Linked DNA regions of Capsicum annuum: region 2 is linked to region 1. A link is a contact called in public Hi-C data. All regions are on one chromosome and are shown on one strand. Each heading gives the region's core, a stretch centred on a gene start, on an enhancer-like site or on the middle of the called end of the contact. The rest is flanking DNA. Distances are from core to core; before and after follow the strand shown. Region 1 holds the start of LOC107870745 (pyruvate dehydrogenase E1 component subunit alpha, mitochondrial). Region 2 overlaps LOC107870746 (proline-rich receptor-like protein kinase PERK9).

Evidence for each region. Hi-C and Micro-C count contacts between places; a contact is called where the count stands out from the background.
Region 2: a contact with region 1 is called in a Hi-C map of bud, with 2.8 times the contacts expected there. The contact joins the enhancer-like site here to the promoter of LOC107870745 in region 1. A contact is called at or near these places in 3 of 5 Hi-C or Micro-C datasets (bud, leaf and placenta).

What each region holds. Positions count from the first base shown.
Region 1 is chr5:56,884,941-56,889,396 of UCD10Xv1.1, forward strand. It overlaps LOC107870745 (pyruvate dehydrogenase E1 component subunit alpha, mitochondrial), which reads left to right and starts at 2,288. Exons shown (of 8, transcript XM_016717365.2): 1 at 2,288-3,164; 2 at 3,352-3,431. The coding sequence starts at 2,480.
Region 2 is chr5:57,222,875-57,227,330 of UCD10Xv1.1, forward strand. LOC107870746 (proline-rich receptor-like protein kinase PERK9) reads right to left here. Exons shown (of 8, transcript XM_016717370.2): 7 at 3,068-3,229; 8 at 2,552-2,962. The coding sequence ends at 2,762. Among protein-coding and RNA genes, the nearest start is that of LOC107870746, 29 kb to the right of the region's middle. Within about 2 kb of position 1,842, at least 4 of the 5 cell types and tissues checked have an H3K27ac peak or open chromatin away from gene starts, as enhancers often do. A contact at or near this core is called in bud and leaf, where this site is marked.

The DNA.
Region 1 (4,456 bases), core at 1,038-3,537:
TATTAATAGTGGTACATTAATAGGCATACTTGAAATGGTAAAATTTGAAAGAGTGGGATGATAATAACTATTCTTGTAATAGCATAATTGTGCAATAAATCTGGCTATAACTTCATAAATTATTATTAATTTTTCAGCCCAAAAAAAAAAAAGAATTAAACTACCTAAAAAATAAGAAAAAAGATAAATTAAAATCTTCACCTTAGAGAGGTGCCACTTAGGCATATCTATTACTCTTATATATATATATATATATATATATATATTACTTATATATAAGCGGGAATGACCAAATTTGATCGTCCACAGCTTCATAGGACTAATCATATGCTTACACGTTGTAATTGACTTGTTACTGTATATTGCCTTTTTCGTCTTTTTTTGTCTTGGCCTTTATGTTTTGCCTTGTTGTTTTATTAATATATTGATAATTTTAATGGTTGCTTCTTAGGCTCCCACACCTCATCCCCACCCTCTTTGATTTTTGTTATAGTTAAATAAGAAATGATTAGTAATATTACTGTAATATATTTTAATATTTGGAGAATAGCGTAATTTTTCAAGATCTTTTCTTTTTTATTTTATTACGGTTCGTATTATATGATGCTTTTAGTTTCGATATACTTCATTGGTCTCAAAATAATTAGCATATAGTATAAATTTTACATAATTTTATAAGAAAAAAATTATTAAGGGGTGTAAATTTATTAATATGACTCAATTATCTATTTAATATTAATTACATGATCTTTTTCAATTAATATGGAAAGTCTTTATTTTTATGGACAAAGTTGAAAAAATAGTTAAATATTTCTTGATCTTTTAAACATGTCAACTATTTTCAGATAGTATTTTTTAGCAAAAATATCAATTATTTTAAAACGAAGAAGTAATTCGTAGCAGGTGATACGCCTTTACAAGTAAACATATTTTTACTAAATTATCCTCAATAAATAGTAGTGTCAATTTAATATTCGGACCCTTTGTAAATAAAAGGTATTTTACAAAATTATCCTAATTAAATAGTAATATCAATTTAATATGATTTTTTGATTATATTAAAATTATATATATAAATAAAAATAAAATTGAAAAAAAAATGTCCATATCTTCCCTTGTTATAAAAAAAACAGCCATTTGAAAGCTAAAAATGCCAAATATGGACGGGAGGAAGTAAATTAAATTAGCATTGTCCTTTTGCATTTTGGTAAAACTAAGGTAAATTTATAGCTATATATTTTCTTTTTCAATTGATGCATTTATTAGATCTTATTTACATTTAAATGATTTAATATCATATGTTTCCCTCTATATTCTTTTTTACGGGTTTAGAAAAAATAATTTGTACTAAATATTTTTGATCACTTAATTAAATTTTTTTGAAATTAATAATATTTTTCTTAAATTTCATATAAAGGCAAGCTTAACTCATCACATTTAACTAGTATAAATTCACGACATACAAAAATAATAAGTGAAAATTAATAATATCAAAGAAATATATTTCTCCATCTATATAGTTGCAAATATCACAATTTGTCATGTTAGTTTATATAATATTAAATTACTCGTTTCTCTTTGGAATTTGTTAATTTTTCGCTAAACTTGCTTTCTCATGATTTTTTTTCAAAAAAAAATGTATCAAATTATTTAACTAAGGAACATAATAATTAAGATACTTATCAAAAAATATGACAAAATGCAACTTCATTAAATTAATTATGCAATAAAAATAACATAAATTACACTTATCTCATTCGATTAAAATTATATTATTTTAAGTTTGGGCCCGAGCTTAGCACGGATCCCGTGCAACTAGTATATATATATATATATTGATTGGTTGTTCCATTCATAGTGGTACTATTTATGCTGTTAAGATGTTTAAAATTATCATTTATTATTATTCTTAAATTTAATAATTTAAAATTAATTAAAATTTTAATTATTATTAAGTCTTTTCTTTTTTGAATTATATTGAAACTCCTATGTAGCATTTAAAATCAACTAATCAAGTAAAAAAATTTCTTTCTGAATGCTGTTTCAAATTGTTATTTACTATTTTTTTAGAATTTAATAATTTAAAATCAATTAAAATTTTAATTATTATTAAATTTTTTCTTATTTAAATTATGTTGAAACTTCTAATATATAGCAATTTAAAATCAATTAATCAAGTAAAAATTTTCTTTCTAAATATTATTAAAAATGATCAACGTCTTTAGTTAAAATTTATTCTAAACTAGTACTAGTATATATAAATGTGTGTATGTTATTACCTTCATGTTATGGATAATTAATTAATTGATGTAGAAATTTAAAAACAAGTTAAAATAAAAACTTCAATTCTTTCCCGGCTACTGCGATTCTCTACTTTACATTTTCCGTTTTCCTCAGCAGTCAGCAGTGCCTTTTCACCACTTCTTGAGCTACAAAATCAACATATCTCATCCCACAGTCAAGGGATTCAACGATCAAGATGGCTTTATCCACAAATCGGACGGTTAATCAACTTCTAAAGCCTTTAACCGCCGCCATCTCCGCTACCCGCTGCCTATCATCCGACTCCACCTCCATCATCACCGTCGAAAGCAGCCTCCCTTTCACCTCCCACAAGATCGATCCTCCATCACGCGCCGTCGAAACCAGCCCTAATGAACTCATGACTTTCTTCAAAGACATGGCGGAGATGCGGCGTATGGAGATCGCCGCAGATTCACTGTACAAAGCGAAACTCATCCGCGGATTCTGCCATCTCTATGACGGACAAGAAGCGGTTGCAGTAGGGATGGAAGCTGCAATTACAAAAAAGGATTGTATCATTACGGCTTATCGAGATCACTGTATATACCTTGCCCGTGGTGGAGGGTTATACGAGTCATTTGCGGAGCTAATGGGGAGAAAAGATGGTTGTTCTAAAGGGAAAGGAGGTTCTATGCATTTCTATAAGAAGGAGAGTGGATTTTATGGAGGTCATGGAATTGTAGGTGCTCAAGTTCCTCTAGGTATTGGACTTTCTTTTGCGCAGAAATATTCCAAAGAAGAGCATGTTACTTTTGCTATGTATGGTGATGGCGCTGCTAATCAAGGACAGTTGTTTGAAGGTTTGAATATGGCTGCTTTATGGGATTTGCCTGCTATTCTAGTCTGCGAAAATAATCACTGTAAGAATTATAGTACTGTGTTTGCTTTATATTGTAATGAATTTGTTGACATTACGTGGTGCAAGTAAGTAGTACAATAACATTTGCTGTTCATGAAAGAAAAAAATATTGGTTCCTTATATAAGTTAATGCAAAGAAATTGTGGCTAAGCGCTTAGGATTATGCGTGTTTGATTTTGTTGATGCAGATGGAATGGGGACAGCAGAATGGAGGGCTGCAAAGAGTCCAGCCTATTACAAAAGAGGGGATTATGTTCCTGGTTTAAAGGTGACAGTAACATCTTGCAAATCCGTTGTTACGACGTTTTTACTTTTATCTATTAAGTAAGTATCAGAGAAAACATTTTGCATCAGATATCTAGAATGATCAACATCTCTTCAATTTGAATTCTGGAATATATGCTGTTAGATGAGAATTTAAAATGTTGCGTTTGCAAATGTAGTTTTTGATTTTATCTTAAAGATAATATGGTGTAGAAAGAGTACCAGTGTTATCATCGTTTTACCATTAATAGTAATGTCAACATGGCAACTATTTAGCTCTATAGTTGTTTTATTGTGAATATATTCATAATAATACATGTATATAACCTGATTATATATCCTCATTAGGTTATCAGTTCAGCAAGATGCTTTAGAACTCTAGGGAAAAAATCTGGAGTTTTCTCACACCTCAACTAATCTTCTCGGTGCTTGTTACCTCCTACCTACACAATTACCTGGTGACATTGTTCACCCCAATCTTAGATAGATAGAAAGAAATCATCTAGTATTTTCTTTCCTCTATTGAGATTTGAACCTTCTCTCTCATGGCCCATTCAACTTCATTGACGGTTAATCCACACCCTTGGGTGCTTAAAGATTGTGAAATTCATAGAGTAACAAATATCTTAAAACTCGCACCCAAGGGTGTGTGGTCTAGTGGTTCAGTGAAGTTGGGTTGAGCACCATGGGGTTTTAGGTTCAATTCTCAATAGCGACAAACACTAGGTGATTTCTTCCCATTTGTTCTAGCCTTGATGGACAGAGTTACTTGGTACTTGATGCTAGTGGGAGGTGGCAGGTATCCCGTGGAATTAGTCGAGGTGCGCGCAAGCTGGTCCGGACACCACGTTTTTTTGTTCTTTTAAAATATTTTAAAACTCATGAATAACAACTTTAACACTATAATTCTTATGCAAATTTCAGCTGTTACATTTCCATGGATAAGTGTCATTTTATATTTGCATGTTTTAGCTAAGATGCCCTAGATGCTGGAGATATAATTGGGGTCTTTGTTTAAAGAGTCAGCAG
Region 2 (4,456 bases), core at 592-3,091, 340 kb after region 1:
CTGCTCCCTTAGATTCGATTGAAATTGATTCTCAGGATCAAACCAATTTATTTGGAAATGGTTTCCCTGCTAATTCAGAAGTCGGCCTCAACCAACCTCCTAAGGAAAATTCGCATTTGGATCCGAAATTGACGGGTTAGTGCGAGCTTATCCATGTGGTTATGCACTCTTTGAATATAGATTCGTTTTTTTTTTAAAGATCAAGTCATAAACTGATATTGTCCTCAAAATAATCCTAGTAAAATAGAACATGAAAGCGTAAGCTCCCCAGCAGCTTGTTAAATTCCATTAGATTCTTTGTCAAATATTTTTATTTTTCGTGATACATGGGTAATCTTAATTCATTAACTAGAATTAGAATTTAAGCTAGCGTACATGAACAGAAAAGTATAAATATTAGCACTATAGTCATATTAAGTAAGCCGAGATGGAAGAAATATAGAAGAATATTTTTGTGTAATCTTCAAGAGATGTGGGACTTCACCGGCTATATGTTGTTGTATCTCCAAAGGGAAAATGATTGAATATAACATTTGGTATTCCATCATTATTCATCAACATTATCCTGATTGACCTCTACTGGTGTAGAAAGACATATTTTTAGGTTAAATTACACAAATCTCAATCTTAAGAGACTATATTACCCAATATCTCTTACCTTTTTAATATTTAAATAAAATCTTGATTTTCAAATTTACTCTTGATACGTATCAACAAAACTCCACATCCTATTTTTACTCCACTATTAACTCATTAAAGCTATTTTTTTTCAATAATTTTCTTCCCTAAGATCTCTCTAATTATCATCAATTAAATCATTTTCCTTCTTAATTTTCTCCTAATTCCTAAAACATGTAATATGACACAAATTTACATGACAGATTTCCTATAGATGTAACTAACTAACCTAGAAAAAAATTTAACTGTTCTATTTCAGAAACTGAGAACAAACCCCAGCCCGAATTCAAGAACAAGGAAAGTTGAAACCCCAAATAAGATTAAGTCTAATTCACTTTTTTTTTTAAATAAATTGATACATATATAAATTTATTTAGTTATTCATACATGTTTATTCATTTAATGATGATTCATATGAATGATAAATATGATATCATTATATGGGTATTATGGTGATTCATATGATAGATACAGTTTATATGATTTTAATGGGTGATACATATGATATTAATGAGTGATACATATAGTATTATGGTGATTCATACGGTAGATGCAGTTATTTATTTCAATTATTGGGTGATTAATATGATATTAATGGGTGATACATATGGTATTATGGTGATTCATATGGTAGATATAGTTATTTATTTCAATTATTGGGTGATTCATATGTTATTAATGGGTGATATATTTTGTTCATACTGTATCTAAGAATGGAGCAGCTGTTCCGGTGAACCAGCACCGATCCTCTAAAAAACGACCCACTCACCACCAAAAATTTCTATATAACAGCCTACCAAAAAATCACTCCACCGGCGTCATCAATTATTGGGCGATTCATATGCTATTAATGGGTGATATATTTCAAACTTCAAACAATTGTATCACACATATTTCAGACTCAACAGGGAAGTCAAAAGAGAAAACGTGCGTCCCAACTCCAAATGTTACCACTCATGTAATGGTTAAGGATCCTAGAGGCTTCATCCTTGTTAAGATGTCCGTGAATAAGAGGGCAGAGGATGATTGCAGGTTTGATCCAATTAAAATCCCAATTATAGATGATTGTACCATTACCCAATTTCCAACATTAGCCTTGTTGACAATATTTCCAACCAGTAAGTATGTTTACCCAAATAAACATAACTGCTCCAGCGCCGGCAACACCAAACCCACCGCCGAGAAACGATTAAGAGGGCAAAAGTGGTGGATTAAGTGATGAAGATGAAGAGCTTCATATTTATGCTTGTTTGGATGTGTTTAAACATAACTGCTCCAGCGTCGGCAACACCAACCCTACCTCCAAGAAACGATCAAGAGGGCGAAGGTGCCAACAGGAGGGTGGACCGTTATTAGAGAAGACATCAACTGTGTTGGTGGATTCTGTGATGAAGATGAAGAACTTCGTATTTACGCTTGTTTGGATGTGTCTGAATGAATCGACAGAAATTAGGGCATTGGAATTTTTTTTGAATCTGACTAATTCATTATGTAACTGATTGTACGTGATTTGCTCCACAAATTAAAAGAAAATCTGCTACTTAAATAAATATATAATCATTTCAAATGTATCACTTTTTTTATATGTATCACCGTATAACATATGTATTACCATTTCAAAAAATCAGGATAAAATGTAATTAACAAAATAGTTGAGATTTTATGTAATATCATTTAGGGATTTATGTAAGTTACCATAATACTATTTGATTATTAAGCATTATGGGGTATAAAATTAGCTAGTGAGGTTTTCTATTTTCTTTTTTTCTCCTGGAGATGGATGATTTGGGGATTGAGAAGTAAGCAAACTCATCTCAAAATTATCTGTACATTTCAGCTACTTCGAAGAAAATAAAAAAAAAATTGAATAAACTTCCCAAAGAACAATAATTATAGATGACAACTGAATTCACTCTAAAAGTAAAATTACTCCATTGCTAATAAAAATAGCAAAACTCATGTATGCCAAGCCAAATAGGAACGAACTTAAGAAAGCTAAACCAAGACATCTCTAAGCTAAGGTACCTTTGATATATCAACAGATGCATACATAGCTTCAATAAGTCACTTTGCTCTAAATCCTCTAAGCATGTTCACCCGACTCTCTACCATTCTCATTACCTTGACTGAAAAAATCCGAACTAAAATCTTGATTACCGAATGCCATCTTCCTAAACCAACTTATTTCTGAAGATTGCAGTGCCGCGCTGTGTATTTCACTTTCACCAACTTTCATTCCGTTTGACAGATCATGCATAGCCATACCATCAAAAGCTCTCATGATCTACGAAGCATAACCATGATCAGAATGTACATACCCTTTACAAGAAGTCTTGATGAGGAGGTATCTTGCATAGGTTTTCAATAAAACAGAACAAAAGTTATGTACCTGTCCCATTGTTGGTCTCTTCGCGGATGAGTGGCGCACGCAAGATGCAGCAGCCTCGATCATTCGGAAAATCTCGCTGCCATCGTAGTTCTTCTCAAGGCATGGATCTGCCAAGAGATCATAGTCCTCCTTTTGAAGTGCTCGACCAAGCAAAGGACGGGCCTGGGCCACAGAAAAAGATTACAGTATAATATAATAATTCATGAGAAGAATATTACCATGCTTCCTTAGCAAAGAAAGTTCTAATTTTTTTAAGGCAATAAAAGCTTTGTTAACTGGCTACTGCTTCTAGGCTGGCGACAAGAAAACTGAAGAGTTCGTGGAAGAAAAAAGTAAATGGAAGTCACACAATTAACATGATCAGAAAAGAAACTAGTTTTACATTGCTACTGTTATCGTTTTCAGTTTTCTAACATTGAAGGATCAATGAAATTAAAGCGGATAACTTGATCAAGCTGTTTGATTGTTGTAAAAAACAAAAGAAACTGTAAACCACAATGTTTCCTCAGCCTTCAGGTGCCGTTGGGGCATCAGAAAAATGCTTGAAACTATTCCATTAGTACGTTTATTCTATACAACTTTTACAGCTCTCGAGCATTTTAACTTGCAATTCAAAGTCAACTTAATTTGATGAATTGTTCTCTTTTGTTTTTCTTCCACTACCATTAATATAATATATGAGTCAAATTAATAACTAAAACCCTATTTCTAGTGAAATATCATCATATAAAATGAAAGGAAAGTAGTGTTAGTGAACTGATAGACGAGAAAATCCTATCACAACAACTGAATTCAAACGCATCAGATATAATGAAGACAGTATTGTCCATGAGACACATAACAGCAGAAAATCTGCCTTTCAGATTTCAGTGCACACAACCTTCTCTATGAACGAAAAAATTGGCAATGAAATAATACACATTAAAGCTTAATGGTTTTTTGTATCGAGAAATCCGTTGTATGACACCTAGTTGATCGTTTAAGCTGGTTGTAACATTTGGATGAAGTTTGACTGAAACTAATCAGGCACAACTGCTCAACTCTGAATTTAATCTAATAAATACTTTGAGGACCAAACTATAAAACATGATATATACAGTTGCTTCCGTAAATGAAAAATAATGATTTGGAAATTTTCAATTAACAAAACTGTGAATGTGTTGTTGGTGCCCTTAATAAGTTGCGGCTAAACATATCAAAGAAAGGATTGTTGATTTTCATCCTTAAATTTCAAATTTGAAATTAATTCCGCACATGATTATCATATTATTTTCTAAGATATTACTTAAGAAACATGCTTTAGGTCAGTTACCATAGTTATCATCATAAAACATGACACAGAGTTGGTTAGAAAAATTATTATCAGACGGCTAAACATCTCTAGCATAA